4 separate regions of the Sus scrofa genome follow, and all the other regions are linked to region 2. Evidence: chromatin contacts called from public Hi-C, HiChIP or PLAC-seq and promoter capture Hi-C data. All regions are on one chromosome and are shown on one strand. The core of a region is the stretch at or near the end of the contact, and the rest is flanking DNA. Distances in the headings are between cores, read along the strand shown.

Region 1 (3,439 bases), core at 67-2,566, 350 kb before region 2:
CTTTTCCAGGCAAAGGGGGCCACAGCAGGCTAATCTTAAAGCCTGTGCTCCCCTTTGGAAGGGGTCAGGAGGTGGTTTTATAGTTTGGAGAGTGGAATAAGGATCAGGGCCACAGATAAAGTTTAGGGCAGAGGCTAGCTTGCGCTGTTTCTCAAAGCTGGTGTTCAGTGGCCCCAGGACAGGTTCCAGTGGTCCTCCTTCCCGGAATGAAGAATGCTTCTTCAAGTAGATCTTCCGTTTGTTGGGGGTTTTATTTCTACAGAAAAGCTCAAAGATATTGTTATGTACATTCCTAGAGGAGGAACCAGGACCCTGCCCCAGGGCTGCACTGCTGCTCCCTGGTCTCTGCATCCCCTCCCTTCCCTGATTAGCAACTGCCCTTTGTGACTCAAGGAAGGTCAGGGAGGCTGAGGCTCATTCCCTAAAAACAAGTAATGGAGGACAAGAAAGCTTATGTGCCTAGGAGCTCCACAGGGCACTAGCTCGGTTACAATACAACTTAGTTTTAATGTGTTTGGATTTCAAAGCCCTTTAACCACACCAGCCCCTCTGGCTTCTCACACTCCCACCCTCCTTCCCCTGCACCTCTGGAAATGCAGCTGGTTCCTGTGATGAAAGTCATAGCTGGTCAGAGATGGTCCAGGAGAGGACCTTAGGCTGACACGTCCCTCCCCAGTGCTCTTCCCTGGAGCCAGCTTGCCAACAGGACTCTGAGGTGTCTGGGGGAGGAAGCCCTCTGCCATTTCCCCAGCCCCTCACAGGTGCTGGAGTTCGCCTTATTCATAAGCAAATCCTCATTTCAATTATTCAGTATTTCAATATTTCCTGCCAATTGAGCATTCTCTCATTTCATGTGTAAATCATAAAATTGGGCTGCTCAGAATTTTTTTTTTTTTTATTAGCGATGTCTCCAGTAAACATCCAGTGGTTTAAATCCTGTTGTCTCCTAGGGATTAATTATTGAGTTCCTGAACTGAACTCACACCAAGTATCAGCCTTTTTAGCAACAAGCTTAAAAGGTATAGTCTATGCAAAGGGTATTTTATGGAAATAAGATTTGAATTATTAAAATAAAACCCTATAGTCTTTCCTTCTTGGAAGGAATAAGGAGTCATTTTTCTGCTTATCTTTATCTATCTGTCGAAAAAGGAAAAAGCAACTTAAAATGTCAAATTTCATCAGCATCTAAGACACCCACATGGATTTAAGCCCTGAACAATCTCTTTCTCCCCCCAGAAAATTAAATTAATCCATGCCTGAAAGCATAGCCCTGTTTCCTTTGCTTATTTTTGTCCCAGAGTACATCTAATCTCTCCCTGCCTGTCTCTTCTCTAATCCTGCCTGTGGACCTTAACTCCCTGAGGTCAGGCAAGGCTGCATCACAGAAATTAATTTAAATTATCTTGAGATAAAGCAACTACCTAAACTATTAGTATATTTTTAAGATATTTGGAGGTATTGCCTCACTTTTTTTTTTTTTTTTTTTTTTTTTTTTGATAACTCTTCTGGGAAGAGAGCAAAGCAAACCATAAAGAAATCAATGAGTAACTGCCCAGAAGCCAAAGAATATCAGGGTTTGGGGGGTGGGGAGAGTCTCCATGTTGAGGGCACAGCAGGGGTGGGGGGGGCGGCTTGTCTAGGCTCTACCATAGGAGGGAGAGTGGATGCTGGTGAGGGTTGATGAAATCAGGCTCCTGAAATGGGAGAAGGGGCACAATCTTGCTTTTGTGAGAAGGCAGCTATCTAAGGCACATTTGGGAGTATATTAGAACTGAGGGGGGGGGGGATGACATAGGAGAGAGTTCAGTGACACATTCTCTGAGCTTGTTGGTCTTGGAGTCCCTCAAATTCTCCCCCTTTTTATTGAGATCTGTAAGATTGCTGGTTTGATATTCTCAGAGTAAATAGATCATTTTTCATCCACTCAGGGATATAAAGTCAATGCTTACTATTTATACTAAATATATATTTCATGGATAAAGCAAATAGCCTCTCTAGGTTGTCTGCCAAAGGAAACAATCTTCTGGCTAAGCACTCAGCTGAGCAGATCACCTTTCATAGGTTTGCTGATCAGCCAATTCACTCCAGTATTTCAAAAGCATAGTGAACCTCACACTGCAGCACCTATATCCAAATGCACTTCTAAAACTAGTGCAATTCTACCTTGGTAACAAGGGCCACAGGTGCTTACAAAATGGTTGCTCTTCTGAGCATCCTAAAAAAAAAATAATAATAGTAATGATAAAAATCATTTGAGAGTTAAAGCAACACAGAAGGTATTTCTTAATTTATTATTTCAAAAGACAAGCACAAATGAAGAAAAATAGTTTCTTATTGCTCACGAGAGTTATCAGAGTTTTATTTTAGATTTTAGTAAACTTTACAAATAGCATTTTGCTGTATAGAAGAGTTTCTATGATAATAATTTCAAATATAGGCAAAACTGTTAAATATACCAAGTTGGATTATAAAGTTTCTTTTTTTTGATGGATTATAAAGTTTCTTAACTCCACTTTGGATATTGAACTTTTAAACACTTCTGACACATTTGATTTCCATAACTTTTTCTCAGCTGTCTATAAATAGACTTTCTCTAACATATATGGCACAATACTTTACCCAGGATGTTTTGTGGTATTGGATTTAGGAAACTACAAGAATCTGTTAAGATGCAGAGGAATAAGTGGTGAAACTTCAGGAATGGTGACAAAATAAGGGGAAGCCATTGTAGGACCAGGGCCATCCCCTAGGCACTGGGCACTCAAGGCTAACAAATAATTGAGCAAAGTTTAAGGGTGAGGATGGTAACAAGGATGATTCTTTACCCCAAACATGACTCCAAATTCACCCAGATTCTCTCCTTCTGTTCCCATCACACTCATGCTCATTTTCTGCCTCTTGCTTGGAGTCTCATTTATGTTCTTTCTCTCTTCAACTAGGTTGTCTAGTCACTGAGGGCAAGAACACTTCTATACACTTATTTGTGATTCCAATACCTTCTACCAAATGTAGTTTCAGTTCTTCAGTGCAAATAGCAGATACTTTGTTTAACTTCAGCTTGAATTATATTTATTGAAAATATGAGTTAAGAGCTTGAAAGCTTGAGGGGAGTGGGGGGATCCAAGTTCAGGACACATAGTGAGGTCTAGGAGATCTCCGCAGCAGGAAGCATTCGAGAATCTCCCACATGCCCAGCTACTGCAATCAATCAACTCTGTCTGCTTGTCTATGTATGTGTCACTCTGCCCACAAATCAAAAATGCCTTCATAGTGGAGTTCCTGATGTGGCACAGTGGGTCAAGAATCTGACTGCAGCAGCTTGGGTTGCTACAGAGGCACAGGTTTTATCCCTGGCCTGGTGCAGTGGGTTAAGGAACTAGTGTTGCCACAGCTGCGGCGTAGGTTGCAGCTGCAGCTTGGAGTTCATCCCTGGCCTGGG
Region 2 (3,276 bases), core at 260-2,759:
GCAAAGGGACAGAGGCTTCAGGGCAGGGTCGTGAACAGCTGTGCTGGTGTTGATGTCAACAGGGGACTGGCGATCTCCCTTGGCGATGGGGAAGTCCTTATGCCAGTGCTCAGGTCCTGAGATTGAAAAGAGACTGTGTGAACCCCCCACTGTGGGGAAGGACAAACCCAGACCCCTAGAAAAGAGCAATGGCTCTGGAGCCAATCTGTCTGGCTCTAATTTTGGCGGCATAATTAACAGCTGAATAACTTTAGTGAAACACAATCTGTGCCTTAGTTTCCTCATTTGTATTAAAGGTTGATGTGAGAATCAGAATCAATATACGTAAAAGCTTTTAGAACAAGTAGTGAGCACCATATAAATATTAGCTATTTTATGTTCCTTTTACTGCCATTGAGTGACTGACATTAGGCTTGTGATTAGGATTTGGACGATGCAAGCTCACTTAAGACATTCCAGCAGATGGGGATTCCTCTCTCTTGTCCTTTTACTAGATCAGTAAGGTCAGAATCACTGTTCAGGCAGGGCAACCCTGCTTTAATGGTTAGGATTCCCACGATCTAGAAAGCCCCAAACCCCCAAAGAGGCTCAAGGTGGTTTAGACACATTTTTCTCTTTGGTCTGCTGGTTCAGGAGAACCCAGATCTGTGACGCCGATAAAGCCGGGTTCCTGGTGACTTCCTAACATTAGAAGCGGAGAGACGAAGGAAAAACTCAGAAATCAGCGCAGTGGATTCAAACCACCCCAAGAAAATGCCCCGGGACACTTCGTGCTGAGAGTCTCAGCCACAAGTGGTGCTGAAGATGAACTGGGGGTAGGGTAAGGTAGGGGGAAAATAGGGTCCCCTAATTTCTCTGCGATCAATAACTAAAATGTATCGTTACAATTCGCCCTAGTTTCCTCCTGGGTCGGAATAGGATGGTCTCCGGCTCGTGACCCGGGAAGGGCTGTCCTTGGGTCCCACTGCTGCTTCTGCGCGCCCCCTTCCCCCGGCACCGCGCGCCACCGCTGGACGCAGGGATTCCTCGACAGTGGACTCCGGCTCTGAGCTGGGGGCATCCCGCGCCGGGGAGCCGCGGGCGCGCGGGCAAGGCGTCGGGGGCGCACCTGAGCCTCGGGTGCTCCAGGCGGCAGCGGGAAATAGCAGGTGCGTGCGCTGCTGGGCCCCAGAGGGGCCCGGAGCCCCAGGCGCAGACGCCGCCCCGCCCGCAGCCCGCACTCACCGTTGTGCTTGTCGTATCCCCAGTGATGGGACATGGTCGTGCCGCTGGTAGGGGCAGGGCAGGAGTTGGCGCCGGTCTAGCGGCGGCTGCTGGAGCGCCTGCACCGTATGTCCGCGGGTCGCGCCGTCGCTGGTATTTATAGGCTCCCGCCAACTTCGTGCTCGGGGGCGGCCGGGGGGAAGGGGCCCTGGGTGGACCTGGGCGACTGGGGGAGGAGGTGACGGGCGGAGGTGATCTCCCCGCGCTCGGGGCGGGCCAGGAGGGCGAGGCTCCGGGGGCGGGGAGAACGCCCTCTCGGCGGGCGCTGGGCCAGGTTCAGGAGCTCCTCTCCCGCCACTCGTCTCCCCTCGGCCTGCGGCCCGACCTCGGGTCCCGGCCCCGGGTCCCTGGGCCTCCACGAGGCTCCGTGCTCCCCGCGCGCGTGGCGGCGGCGGCTCCGGGGTTCCTGAGTCGGACTGGGCTGCGGAGCGTCTACACGCACCCCATCCCCCTCCGGAGCGCTGAGGCTGGCGGCGGCGCTGACTGCTGAGGACCCGCGTCCGGTATCTCTGATCCCCTGTCCCCTTTGTGATTGCATCCCTGGCCTAGGAGCACTCCAGCCCCGCCCCATCGGCCCCACCCACGCCGAGGTCTCTAGCTCCAAGGGCTTGCTCGCGGGCGTCCCGGGCTTGCTTAGGAGCTATGACCTTGGGGCAAATAGGGATACGGTCCTTGAGGCGCTAGGGAGGGAGAAGCATCACGCTGAGAACTACGCGCCCCCTGCTGGAAGGCTGCGGAATAAACCAAGAAGGAGGGAGAGGGTGTCTTCGATTCAAGTCCGAAGAATGCATTTCCTTGAAAGCTGTCAAGGTCTCTTGAAATGTTCACCAAATGTTTGTTCATTCTACCTTCTTTCTTCTCTTTCAAAATACACTTTAGAGGAGAGACTTCCTAGTGGAGTACGTATTGATTTAAAGCAATCAAAACTTCTAAAAATCACTTTTTTTTCACAGGAATTGGGTAAAAGAAAGACTGTCTTGCAAAAAGATAAGAACTTTCCCTGGCTGACAAAGGAAAGTGGGCATCTGGCATACCTAAGAACTAATTCAAAGAAACTGAAGAGTGGACATTTTTGAGTCAAGGCAGCATTGTGGCTTTCCTAGGCCCTAGGCATTTTGCCCTTATTCATTTCCTTTTCGTGGGTATGTGAGGCACCGTTTCTCCTGTACCCAATGCCCTAAGTCAGGATTATTTTGAGGTGTGAACAGAATTCATTTCCCTCAAGGGACTTTGTCACAAAAAGGGGAGAAGGGTTTTCTGTCCTGTGAATCTCTGAGATCACTAAGAGCATAGTATTAAAGTTAAACTTGGGGCAGCAGGACACAGTTTCACACAAGTCTAACAGCCCTGACATCACTCATATAGATAAATAAAAGGATAAATTATAATATTAGTGTAAATTATTCCAATGTTGATTTTAAAATCATTATTTACTTTTTTATTTCAGTCAATTCCATACAAACAGAAATGATTCAGATTTAGATACATTTGGTCTTGTCCTAAGACTCCAGGAAAGTGTGTACCTCTTTGTGGGGTTTTTTGGGTGGATGTCACCAGTGAATTCTTAGGCAATGAGCTATTTTTGGTTTCTAGGACCATCACAAAATGTAGTTCGTAGTTACAGAGAATTTTGTATTTGTAGCTGCATAGTCTCTCATGGAGGCTATACAATAATTTTTTTTTTTTTTTGGTCTTTTTGCCATTTTTCTTGGGCCGCTCTCCGCAGCATATGGAGGTTCCCAGGCTAGGGGTCAAATCGGAGCTGTAGACGCCGGCCTACGCCAGAGCCACAGCAACGCGGGATTCGAGCCACGTCTGCAACCTACATCACAGCTCACGGCAACGCCGGATCCTTAAACCCCTGAGGAAGGCCAGGGACCGAACCCGCAACCTCATGGTTCCTAGTCGGATTCATTAACCACTGAGCCATGACGGGAACTCCTATACAATAATTTTGATTCTTTGCATAATTTTCAAATATTTACTTAATTCAAAAGAAGAGGGCCTCGATAG
Region 3 (3,126 bases), core at 502-3,001, 460 kb before region 2:
CACACACACACATACATACACAGAGGGCAAGAGAAAAACTTTGGAGGTAAATGGATAGGTCTATGGCATAGATTGTGGTGATGATTTCCTGGGTGTATACTAATATCTTTTTAATATAATAATTCAATGAATTTTATTTTATTTATAGTTGTACAACCATCCTCACAACCTCACAATCTTTCTTTTTTTTTTTGCTTTTTAGGGCTGCACCTGCAGCACATGGAAGTTCCCAGGCTGAGGGTTGAATTGGAGCTACAGCCGCCAGCCACAGCCACAGCCACAGCAACATGGGATCCGAGCCGAATCTGCTACCTGCACCACAGCTCACAGCAATGCCGGATCCCTGACAAACTGAGCGAGGCCAGGGATCGAACCTGAATCCTCATGCAATAGTAGTCAGATTTTTTTCCACTGCGCCACAATGAGAACTCCCATGCCAATGTCTCTTGATTTTTTTTCTTAAGCTTTATTTAAAAAAAAACCTCAAATATACATACTCTCATACTAATAGATACTGAGAAATGAGATAGAATAAAATTCTCTAGACCAAGGTTTTGGGGGTTTCTTAACTATAGCTCATTGGACAGTTTGGTAAAATCATTCTCCAAATAATATTTATAAATAATATGTACAATGAAAATATATAGTATTCAAAGGACACTAAATATATTAAAATATAGTTAAGATATTTAAAATTTATATAACGTGCTTCTTTATTAAGACATGAAATATCAAGGAGGAGTGCAAATCTAGTATAATTTTGTAATAGTGAAAATATAAATGATATTTCAAGGTATCTGCAAGAACTGTATAAGGATATGAACATACTGCCTTTTATTGGTGACAAAAGTTTTAACTACTGTGATTTGTTGCTTGCAGTCATAAAAGGAAATGCTAAATTTCACTTAGGGAATAACGAAAATAGAGATGTAATTTTTTTTTTTTTTTTTTTTTTTTTTTTTTTTTTTGCTCTTCCAAGTTCATGTAGCCCTGAAGTCTTGGCCTTGAGAATAAGAGCCTACCCAGAACTCTCAGGCCTTGAGACTAAAGCCCCCAATCTAGCTTCCAGCAGGCAGCATCAGTCGTCCATCCCCCCCCCCCCCCCCCCCCCCGCCCCCGCTTCCCCACCCCACACACCTTTTTTTTAAGGTGAAAAGGGTAGCACTTACCTTCCAGAGTCTCACACTGGACCAGGTTGATGTAGTCCTGCTGGGTCAGGAGGCCAGCTTTGCACCCTCGCACCAAGCCCTCCAGGTAGCCATGGTCCACATTGAAGTACAGCTCAGCGCCCTCAAACATGGAGGAAGCAATCACTGCCCACCTAGGCTGAAACAGCTCTGTGTCCTGACCAGCCCTGAAGACGTGCACCAGCCTGGAGAAAAGTACTTAGCTCTTGCCAGGAGTTATTGGGAAGTGATCTCTCAGCTGATAGTCAGGGTTTTCATGACTAGTTTCCTCCGCTTTCAGTGGCTTTCAACACCATGAGCTCAGTCCTGTTTTTACCTCAACAGTGAATCAGCTAGATAACCTTAGTGAACCCAGGAACCAAACCCCTGCTATGAGGCGGGGGAGGAGGTCAGGTGAGGGCGGGTCAGGGCTCTGCTCCTTCCCTACCAGAGCAACTAGCGCCTTCCCAGCTTCGCTACTAGAACCCCTGCTACAACTGAACATTTTGTAAACTTTTCTTCCCATGTAAGCTTCTGAGGTTTCCATTGTAAATGACATTAGTTTTAAACATCTTGAGAACTATTAAAAAGAAAGGAAGGGCTTTAAAAAATTAACTTAATGTAAATAGATCAAAGGCAAGTAGGCAGTTTGGAGATCCTGGAGAAGCTAGTTCAGCAGCATGGGGTGTTTGTAAAACAAAAGGCCAGGAATGCCTTAACCTGGCCAAAGCCTGGTACCTGCTTCTCTCCCCACCCCCAGTCTAGGCGCAGAGACCAGAAAACAGTCCTGGGAGCAGGTACACAGTCTTGTGATTCTATAGTAATAAGCCACTACCTTTGAAAAATACTAATATGATAGTATTACCCACATTCCAAATAAGGAACCAGCTCTCAGAAGCCCTGAGGCAGCTCAGAATGCAGTTTATTTAAGCCAGGACTTAATTGTTGTTTCATGCGCCAAAAAAGAGTGTTAGTTTTCCTCTATGCTTAGCTCAAAAATTCTATCAAATATAGAGTTCCCTGGTGGCCTAGCAGTTGAGGATTTGGCATTTTCACTGCTGTGGCTCTGGTCACTACTGTGACATGGGTTCATTTCCTGGTCTGGGAACTTCTGTATATGACAGATCCTGATCACAATTTCACATATGTAGTATTTCACTTTCACATATGTTGTGCCAAATTCTTAACTGAAAGGTCAGAAATTCGCCAGTCTCTTCTCAATATTTCCAAACTGAAAGAAGCTCGGTATGATTGAGTCAATGTAAATTCTGTTTTAGTTGTTGGAAATCACAGAGAACCAAACAGTGTAGAGCTTTGAACGTATTCAATAAACAGAAGTTATTATTTTCTTTTTCATTATCCAACCCTCCCCCCAACATACTCAAACTCAAAACTCAAATTCAGACTCAAAACTTGACCTCAAAACTCAAAGCATACTCAAACTCACACACACCCAAACTCCCTGGGTATGTTTTAGATTGAATTATATATGAATTTACCACTTTGGTAAATTAAAAAAATGATCGTGGAAGTTCACATGTGATGCAGCGGGTTAAGGACCCAGCATTGCTGCAGCTGTGGCATAGGTTGCAATTGTGGCTTGGGTTTGATTCCTGGCCTAGTAATTTCCACATGCAAAAAAAAAAAAAAAAAAAAAAAAAAAAAAAAAAAAAAAAAAGTTGCATAACAGCAATTTTATATAGTTCAATTTGATACAAACTTACAATCAAATAAATAAATTATTAAAACAAAGACATCATTTCCTAATTACTTTTATTTATGCACTTGAGGTAATTTATACCTCTTGTATGTATATGGTAGATATTCTGTCTAAAAGGGTACATGCAACTCTGGGTTTCATGATGTCCCAATGGTAGCTTAGAGGGGACCATAGTGGGAGTTTTCCACCATGAAAAGAGGCAAAAGCTACAAATTAGGGTTTGATTTGTTGCTGGTTATT
Region 4 (3,194 bases), core at 268-2,767, 330 kb before region 2:
TCTTATTTGGAGGAAGTGGACAGCTCCAGCTGAGCACCAACTCAGGAAAGATACTAGCTGTCTTGCTTACAGTGGGTTAAATAGAAGACACGCTGCTATGGAATCTCTGACCTTAAATGATAAAGATGATAGATACATTGGTGGAAATAAATCCATTAGCTGTCTTCCCTTCTAAGGTTGAGATAAAACGTTTTTTTTTTTTTGCTTTTCAGGGCCCCACTCACAGCACATGGAAGTTCCCAGGCTAGGGGTCAAAGTGGAGCTGCAGTTGCCAGCCTACACTACAGCCAAAACAACACAGGATCTGAGCCATGTCTATAACCTACACCACAGCTCACAGCAATGCTGGATCTTTAACCCACTGAGTGAGGCCAGGGATTGAACATACATCCTCATGGATACTAGTTGGATATATTTCTACTGCACCACAACGGGAACTCCATTTTTTTTTAGTACTTTAAATCTCCTTTCTCCTTCATTTTTGGTAATGAAAAGTATATTTCTTGCCCTTTTTTCCTAATTGTAATACAAATGATGGACAGTATTTTGAGTTAAAAAACTTATTTCTTGATAAATATCATAGATTTCCTCCACACTATAATCTCTGGACATAATTGATATCATTGCTATTATCATAAAAATGTAAGGACATTGTCACAAATGACAGTGCTGTACAAATCATCTAAAGCAAAATTTTTTCTCCTTTCAGAAATTCTACCTCTGAGAGTTTTTCCACATAAGATACAAGAGGAATTTGTTTTCGCTGGTTCCTCTTAATCATCAATAGCAAGATTATACTTATATGGGTATAATACTCAGTAATACCTGTACTAGTAATGTAATTTAGATGATATTTGGTAATTTATTTAGGTTTACAGAGCATCATTTAAATTTATTATCTAATTTAGTTTTCAAAAGGTATTATTCCCTCTTTTGACACATAAGCAAACTGAAGCTTGGGGAAGTGAAGGGAATTTGCTAAAGACGTACAGATGACAAGTAGCAAAGCCAAATGCAGGAGTATTTTGTCCACATCTCATGTGTACCATATTAGGGTTTGCAGAATAAATATAATACATGTTTTTGCCTTTAGGGAACTTGCTGTTTAGTTGGGAAAAATATTGATGCCATGAAAATAACTTGCATGGATGGCAGATGGATCATTGTCTTGGGACCAGAGGACTTTTGCAGCTCATAAAAACCTGTTTCTTTTAACTGAATAAAATTATATGTAAAGTGTAAAACAGAAAATCTTTTCACTGACAAAGGTGTTGTCACAGACATCTGTTGTCTGAGGATCTCAGAGACAATTTGAAATAAAGCTAGATTTACCTCCACATAAATGTTTATCAGCCAATTATCATGTCTTCCAACATCCATGCAATGTACAGCATAGATACACAGGGGAAGCCTGGTTGTGTCCTTAAGAAATGAACCCAGTTTTACATCCGGACCTGTGGCAGGACCAGCAGCATGACGCATGTCAGGCCTGTTGATTGAACAAGCTGCTCCAAGTGACCTCAGGCTCCGTCCTCTATAAAACTAGGAGGTTAATATTCAGCTGTGCTGTTAACTGGGGCATAAAAGTAGGGACAAGATTTGCAATCTGTTAATGTTTTCTTAAGCTCTTGTTAAGTAAGAGCTAAATCCACCATAAATGGGAGCAATATAAATTAAGCTGCTGTAATTAGCAGTCCAAATGTGTACCTTTGCAAAAGGTTATCTTTAATGCCTTTTTTTTTATTAACATAATCATGTGTTTTGGATAATCATAGCCATGGGGAAAAACTGGGAAATACAAAAGTCCTATTTCTCAGTCACACAGAAAGGAGTGGACTCCACAGCAAAGTATGGAAAATAATAGAGAAGACATCTATACATCTACCAAACCAGATTTAACAAATATTACCATATTTTCTTCAAATTAGTATTGGTAAAGAAATAAAGTGTTTAATGTAGCTGAGAAAAAAAAAAGAAAGAAAAAGGAAGAAAGAAAGAAAGAAAGAAAGAAAGAAAGAAAGAAAGAAAGAAAGAAAGAAAAAGAAATTAGTGTATTACAAATGAGCCACAACATAATTTGTTACAATAGTGTTGGGTAGTTAAGATATTTGGAGGGAGGAGACAGACCATTTAAAAGTAAGTTTTAGTATCTTGCTCTTTAAGGAGATGGTGTATGTAAGGCATACCCACAGTTTGGCACATAGGAGCTGTTCAAACACATGCTAGCGCTTATGAAGTTAGTGTTTGGGATAATCAGAGAATGTAGATCCTCTATCATTGTGTCCAGAGCCTTTCTTGCCCTTTTTTTTTTTTCTTTTTATAGCCACAGCTGAGGCATATGAAAGTTCCCAGGCTAGGGGTTCAATTGGAGCTGCAGTGGAGGCCTATGCCATAGCCATGGCAACACTGGATCCCAGCCACATCTGCAGCTTACACCACAGCTTGTGGTGACACTGCATCTTAACCCACTGAACAAGGCCAGGGATGGAACTTGCATCCTCATGGATGCTATGTTGTGTTCTTAACCCACAAAGCCACAATGGAAACTCCTTAAGCTTTAATATAGCTCTTACCTCACTGATGCCAATGCTGTTGACTTGACTGGTCTCACTCCTCAGGCTTGGAGCTTTCTTAGAATGAGGGTTTATCTTTCTCTCCCTGGCAACTGCTGCATCTCCTAGCAGACACTAGGTACTAAATAAGTATCTGTTAAAGTAATGCCTCTAGCCCAATGTTTCTCTGTTCAGTATTTCATATAGATGATCTGATTTTAGCTAATCAGAGTCAAAATTGAATCTCTCTAGATCAGAACATCATCTCTTACCTGTTCTCTCAGCAGCCTACCATACCAATCTCACCATCTCTCTTCTGCTTCACCCACCTTCTCACCTGTTATCATTCGTTCAGTTCTCATGATGGTGTCAGCAGACCTTTATAAAACAGAATCTGATTCTTTTGCTCAAGAAGTTTTGGTGCTTTCCCATGCCCACTGGGATAAATACATAACTCTTTTTAATGAAGTGCAAGGCCTTTTTGTGCGTACATACTTCCCTCTCCAGTTTCTTCTGTCACTTCCCTCTTTTTTCTTTATTTGGGGGGCCATGTTCCCTGCATGCAGAAATTTCCTGGGCCAAGGATTGAACCTGAGCCACAGCAGTGACAATGCCAGGTCCTTAACCTGCTGAGCCACTAGG

Evidence for each region. Promoter capture Hi-C pulls out the DNA fragments that hold promoters and counts their contacts. Hi-C and Micro-C count contacts between places; a contact is called where the count stands out from the background. HiChIP or PLAC-seq counts read pairs in DNA pulled down with a chosen protein or histone mark.
Region 1: a contact with region 2 is called in an H3K27ac HiChIP or PLAC-seq map of skeletal muscle. The contact joins the enhancer-like site here to the promoter of LOC100154873 in region 2. A contact is called at or near these places in 4 of 5 promoter capture datasets (fetal liver, liver and skeletal muscle), 17 of 47 Hi-C or Micro-C datasets (alveolar macrophages, blood, brain and 11 more) and 1 of 2 datasets of contacts at active chromatin or transcription factors (skeletal muscle).
Region 3: a Hi-C map of epiblast stem cells shows a contact between it and region 2, with 2.5 times the contacts expected there. The contact joins the promoter of ATP6V0D2 here to the promoter of LOC100154873 in region 2. A contact is called at or near these places in 1 of 5 promoter capture datasets (fetal liver) and 6 of 47 Hi-C or Micro-C datasets (alveolar macrophages, brain, embryonic fibroblasts and 3 more).
Region 4: a promoter capture Hi-C map of liver shows a contact between it and region 2, with 12 times the contacts expected there. The contact joins the enhancer-like site here to the promoter of LOC100154873 in region 2. A contact is called at or near these places in 5 of 5 promoter capture datasets (fetal liver, fetal skeletal muscle, liver and 1 more), 30 of 47 Hi-C or Micro-C datasets (adipocytes, alveolar macrophages, blood and 16 more) and 1 of 2 datasets of contacts at active chromatin or transcription factors (skeletal muscle).

What each region holds. Positions count from the first base shown.
Region 1 is chr4:50,861,450-50,864,888 of Sscrofa11.1, forward strand. No RefSeq gene overlaps it. Among named protein-coding and RNA genes, the nearest start is that of ATP6V0D2, 110 kb to the left of the region's middle. Within about 2 kb of position 1,317, at least 4 of the 83 cell types and tissues checked have an H3K27ac peak or open chromatin away from gene starts, as enhancers often do. A contact at or near this core is called in skeletal muscle, where this site is marked.
Region 2 is chr4:51,209,927-51,213,202 of Sscrofa11.1, forward strand. LOC100154873 (carbonic anhydrase 2) reads right to left here and starts at 1,510. Exons shown (of 7, transcript XM_001927805.2): 1 at 1,225-1,510; 2 at 1-116. The coding sequence starts at 1,258. MIR9858 (microRNA 9858) reads left to right here and starts at 1,657; the gene lies at 1,657-1,734.
Region 3 is chr4:50,747,622-50,750,747 of Sscrofa11.1, forward strand. ATP6V0D2 (V-type proton ATPase subunit d 2) reads right to left here and starts at 1,752. Exons shown (of 8, transcript XM_003125581.4): 1 at 1,170-1,752. The coding sequence starts at 1,299.
Region 4 is chr4:50,881,289-50,884,482 of Sscrofa11.1, forward strand. No RefSeq gene overlaps it. Among named protein-coding and RNA genes, the nearest start is that of ATP6V0D2, 130 kb to the left of the region's middle. Within about 2 kb of position 1,518, at least 3 of the 83 cell types and tissues checked have an H3K27ac peak or open chromatin away from gene starts, as enhancers often do. A contact at or near this core is called in liver, where this site is marked.